Regions from separate parts of the Zea mays genome. Here region 1 is linked to region 2. The links are chromatin contacts, called in public Hi-C maps. All regions are on one chromosome and are shown on one strand. The core of a region is the stretch at or near the end of the contact, and the rest is flanking DNA. Distances in the headings are between cores, read along the strand shown. Region 1 holds the start of LOC103644045. Region 2 holds the start of LOC103644037 (probable protein phosphatase 2C 34).

Evidence for each region. A called contact is a pair of places that touch in the nucleus more often than the background predicts.
Region 1: a contact with region 2 is called in a Hi-C map of endosperm, with 5 times the contacts expected there. The contact joins the promoter of LOC103644045 here to the promoter of LOC103644037 in region 2. A contact is called at or near these places in 5 of 25 Hi-C or Micro-C datasets (bundle sheath, ear, endosperm and 2 more).

What each region holds. Positions count from the first base shown.
Region 1 is chr1:286,384,375-286,387,074 of Zm-B73-REFERENCE-NAM-5.0, reverse strand. LOC103644045 reads right to left here and starts at 1,408. Exons shown (of 2, transcript XM_008667247.4): 1 at 1,064-1,408; 2 at 365-889. The coding sequence starts at 1,145. The coding sequence ends at 687.
Region 2 is chr1:285,865,677-285,868,376 of Zm-B73-REFERENCE-NAM-5.0, reverse strand. It overlaps LOC103644037 (probable protein phosphatase 2C 34), which reads left to right and starts at 1,405. Exons shown (of 4, transcript XM_008667229.3): 1 at 1,405-1,964; 2 at 2,073-2,446. The coding sequence starts at 1,706.

The DNA of each region.
Region 1 (2,700 bases), core at 159-2,658, 520 kb before region 2:
CCAAACACCAGGATGTTGTGCGCTGGTTGGGCCTGAACCTTGGCCGCTTGAGTACGTCAGTTGCAGAACAGAAGGGTGGTAGCTAGCTAGTAGTGGTCACCAACTCCAGAGTCCAGACTCCAGACCCACTTGGCTACGTGCTCTCCTCGCCTTCACACGCTCACTTCCAATGGTTCCCAGTTGTACTCTAGCTTCATGCATACCATGATACACCTGTACCTCCGCCTCTCGTCAACGATCGAATTGATTTAATTAACAAAGGCAACGAACTCGTCAAGTGAAGTGCGTACAACTCTGAAAACCACTTGCTAGTGTGAGTAGTAGTATCTTTTTTTCCGAAGATGGTTTCATTTGCACTGACACAGATCGAAACAAAAGCCTTTTTTGATTTGAAGTTTTTTTTTTGGGTACACTTCGATCAAATTTCGATCAAAGCTTTTGTATATGCGCTTCAAATATCTCTTCCTATGTACACATGCTCTCTCGCTGGAACGAACGATCGTCTCTCAATCAGTCAATCTTATCCCGGGGACAGGACAGTCTCGTACTCTCGTGTCTCCTGACGAGCGACGACAACCCCGGTCACGCGCTGAAGATTTTTTGGTCACGCGCGAGTTCATGAACCTCGCGACCTTGGATCTTTCAGGAGCTATAGCGAGCTAGGATCACCAGCAGACTGATCGATCTCAGAACGCGCAGCAGTAGTAGACGAAGCGCCTCCACGCGTTCTTGCGCTTCCTGGCGCCGACGGCGGCCGCGACGGCCGCGGCCGCGGCGGCCTCCTTCTCCGCCAGCGGCACCAGCCCGTCCGTCGCCCGCAGCATCTCCCACATGACGTGCACGTCGCGGTACTCGCACGTCCGCACCTCCTTCCGCAGCTTCCCCAGGCCTGCATTCATGCGTATATACGTCGGTGAGCTAGGGACGACCAACAAAGGCGTGCCAGTACAGACTACAGACGCCGCCAATAACTGGCGACGACGGTCGACGGCCGAGAGGGAGGGAACGGAGGAGATCGCACAGAGCGATCGAGGCAGCTAATATAGCAGACGTACGTACGTACCGGTCTTTCGGCGGAGGCCGAGGCGCGCGGCGATGCCGAGCCAGACCCTCTTCACCGGCACGGCAGCTCGGTCCATGCACATCTTCCTCGACGTACTGCTGCTGCCTAATTTCTTGCCGGCGGCTGGATGATCTCCTAGCTTCCTTCGATGCGATCCTTGGCAGCTCTCACTCTCCCCCTCCCCCGGGCCACGGCCAAGTCACTCTCCCCGCCTCCTGCTGATGGATGACTGGATGATAGCCTGAATTAACCGAGGCCGGGCACGGCCGGGACCTTTTATAGGCGAGGCGGTAGCGGCGCCGGCGCGTGGGCGTGGGAAGGGGGAGTGGGGCCGTGGGGGACAAGGGAGAGATGCGCGTGCGATCCGGGGCTTTTCGATCGGCGCTGTCGTCCGATTTGGACGCGCGAGCAGCACGGGTTGGTCGCTGTCCGCGGCTCGTGCGGCTTCCGCGCGGGTTCCCTTGGGCTCCTGGCGCTGGCACCCAGCGGGCTGCCGCCGCGTGAGCAAACCTGCTCCGCGGAAAATCGGAAAAATGAGTGGCGAGGGGTGGCCTTGGTTTTGGTTCCCAATTTTTGCCTTCCCCGGCCTTCCATGCTCATGCGCCTGGCCGTGGACATTTCATTCCCGCAGAAAATAGTGTCATTAGAATATTAACCCTAGATTGCTAACTGGAAGAAAATTTAATCAGCTTAAATAGTGTGTTCTAGTGGTTAGCTATTAATAAGTAAAATGTGGGGAAAGTAAAATGTCGCGACTGCTTCATCTTTATGGTGTTGTTCTTGGTCACCACCCGATCATGTTGACCGATGCGCAGAATAGTGCCCTCCTGGTGTAGTTCTTGGTCGTCACTCGATCATGCATGTCGACTGATTCACATAACAGCGCCTCCGATGTGCTCAACACACAACGCCGGTCCTTAGTTTATTCCTCTTTCCGTCTTTATGCTTGTGGGTTCGTCCTAATTATGCATTACCAGTTGGTTATAGGAAAATTAATTATGCTAACAAACGATCACATATGTCATACTTATCTATATAAATCTATGGATTAGATCCGTGTTTAAACTTTCTACTAAAATCACAATAGGAGAATGAATCAATTAAGGTCACGTTTCAAACCTCTCAAAGTAAGTGTTAGCAGCTAAAGTTAGCTGGAATATTTAGAACATTTCAACTAAATAGATCAACTTAATTGTTAGCTGTTGCAACACAACTTATTAGTCGATTAACAATTAACTCTTTAGAGCATGGCCTAAAATATGTGGCTGTTGTTGTGTAGTACTGTGTGTTGTTAGTTTCGTGAGTTTATAAAAGGTAGAGGACGAGACACCCCCCCCCCCCCCCCCCCCCCGTAAGCACTACTCCACGACACGAATGGGCATGGGCTCAGGCAGCCCGCGAAGATTATCCAGAGAGGCTCAAAAAAAAAAGATTCCATGGCGAGCTTGGGTTGCTGCCTTTGTTTGTTGTAGTGGACTAGTGGTCATCAGCTTGCATTGCATCATCGGCGCCGACTCACGATCCAAACGAATCGGACCCCCCCAAATCGGCGTCCGCTCGCTTTTTTTTCTTTTTCTTTTCCATCCATCACTGCACGGCGACGAGTCGACGACGCAACGTTGGCACGTTGCAAGCAC
Region 2 (2,700 bases), core at 156-2,655:
CCATATGTGCGGTTTAGGTTTACCGTGGGTACAGTACCATCTGCTGAGTGCGTGGCGTTGGTGCGTCCCGGCGGTCATAGATTTTCCATGGCTGGAAAATCCAGCTACGCACGCCGACTTGGTCACGTACTGTACGTGACTAGGCTGCCTTGTTCGAGGCACGGAGTGAATGTATGCGATCGTAGCCTGCTCGCAGCACGCACGTATGTCCTAATAACTGTAAAAGTGCCCTCCTTCCTTGGCTTGGACCCCGTGAGCTGCGACGCTGCTGGCGGCACTTGGCAGCCGGCAGGGAATGCATTCAATTCACTGCTCGACGGGACGGATCGATCGCCGACCACAGTTCACGGGGTAGGAATGAGCTGTGTTTCTAGGACGTTCTCGATCGGCGGACGTGTGAGAATATGAGATGTTGGATCGTCCCCCACAGACCACCCGCCAGTGTCAGGTTCACCGCACACAGTTGACACTTGACAGGTGGACTAGACAGACTGGACTCCTAGGATCCTATCCTAGGACTGTCGAAGCAGTTTGGTCCGCTGTCACGTGCGTTCTCAGCTTTGAGCTTTCACAGGCTTCTTCCATCGTGCTGCCAGCTCGCGCGGGAGTCGGGACGCGGGTCGGCCGGACGGGGCCCCGCTTGCCGGCTTCGTCGGTCACGGGGCAGGGCAGCACCAGCAGCCCCGCGTCAGCTGATATTTCTGCCGCCGCTTTGCCTTTTTTTCCCCCCTTTTCTGGAAAGCGTCGTCGCACATGTACAGCAAGCAGCTGCCGGGTGGGCTCCGTCCTCGGCGTCCGCTTCCGGATACGGTTATCTGCTTTGCCACGGACTCGGGCTCGGCTATCAGACGGGCGCCGCAAAACAAAAAAAAAGTCCGCTTATCACCGTCGGGACACGATCACTCGCCGGATTTTCTGGAAGACCAGCCGCGCCGCGGGCGGTTTGTTTAATGCAGGGCTCGCCCGGGCTGACAAGCTCCTCGTGCCCGATGCCGGCGACCTAGAGTAGTAGGCAAGGCGAGCGCTCTTCCGTAGTCCATATGCCACGCGGTGTTGCACATGTGCATGTGGTAAAGTACAGCAACTGGATGATCTATGAAGAAGCACTTGTCCATGTGTCACGGAGTCTGGCTGACGTTTAGGATAAGGAATCAAGTTACCGTGTTCTCTTGTACTACTATGGATCAGTACACCTAGTCACGCACACGCAGTCACATTAGAAAAAAGGGCGTCAAGTTACTCCTACTGTCCTCGATCTCCTGCAGCGATAGATGCCACAACCTATCACAAAAAAACCGGTCCACGCACACCTGTCTGTACTTGTAAACCGGACACGGACGGGAGAAAAAAAAACCCCAACGAACGGCAAATTAAACCATCCAATATCCTATAAAGCGACACACCTCACGGGATAACCACCGTAGACCCCGCGCGCCTCTTCCCCCCACCCCGACTGCAGCTCACCCCACACGCGCTTTCGCCGCACCAAAGCGTCGTGAGCTGCTACCTAACCTAACCCCACCGCCAAACAATTCCCCCATTCCTGATTCCAACCAGCCCGCCCCGTTCGAGTACACACTGAGCGAGGGAGACAGAGAGAGAGACGAGAACAACCAGCGATCTCGCGTATGTGTGTGGAGTTGGAGATATACAGTACAGAGGAAAGATCCGATATTTTTTGCTGTACGGCTGCTGAGCGGAAGAGATGTTGAGGGCGGTGGCGAGGTGCTGCGGCCACTGGCCGCCGGGCGCGGCGGCGGCGGACGGGATGCTGTGGCAGACGGAGCTGCGGCCGCACGCGGCGGGGGAGTTCTCCATGGCCGCGGCGCAGGCCAACCTCACCATGGAGGACCAGGCGCAGGTGCTGGCCTCCCCGTCCGCCACGCTCGTCGGCGTCTACGACGGGCACGGCGGGGTCGACGCCTCCCGGTTCCTGCGGTCCGGGCTCTTCCCCCATGTCCAACGTGCGTTTGATTGACTGCTTGCTAGTATCCCGCCTTCTCCTTTTTCTGGGTTCTGTCGTCTTGATCGTTCCACGGCTGACTCTGATGAGAGTTCGTTCCATGTGCCAGGCTTCGCGAGGGAGCAGGGGGGCATCAGCGCGGAGGCGATCCGGAGCGCGTTCGGCGCGGCCGAGGAGGAGTTCCACAGGCAGGTGAGGCAGGAGTGGGCGAGGCGCCCACGCCTGGCTGCCGTGGGCTCGTGCTGCCTGCTCGGGGCCATCTCCGGGGATACGCTATACGTGGCCAACCTCGGGGACTCCCGCGCCGTGCTCGGCCGTCGAGTGGGCGGCGGCGGCGGCGGGGCGGCCGTCGCCGAGCGTCTGTCCGCCGAGCACAACGCGGCGTCCGAGGAGGTGCGGCGGGAGCTCGCGGCGCTCAACCCGGACGACGCGCAGATCGTGGTACACGCCAGGGGAGCGTGGAGGGTGAAGGGGATAATTCAGGTGAGAACGCTATCAGTTAGCCATCCCATTTGATTTCATTGCTTTGGTGCGCCTGTGATAGAATTTGGGGGGAAACATATCTGCTTGTTTATTAAAAACTCTTATATTTGGTTGCTTGTTTGGCGTGTCAGCGTTACAATTTATAGAGTAGTTTGTTTGCGAGTTAACATATATTACTTGGTTGCATTATAAGTCTGTAACAAAACTATACTATTAATCTATTATACTATTAGAGATCCCAGCGTGTGCAAGGG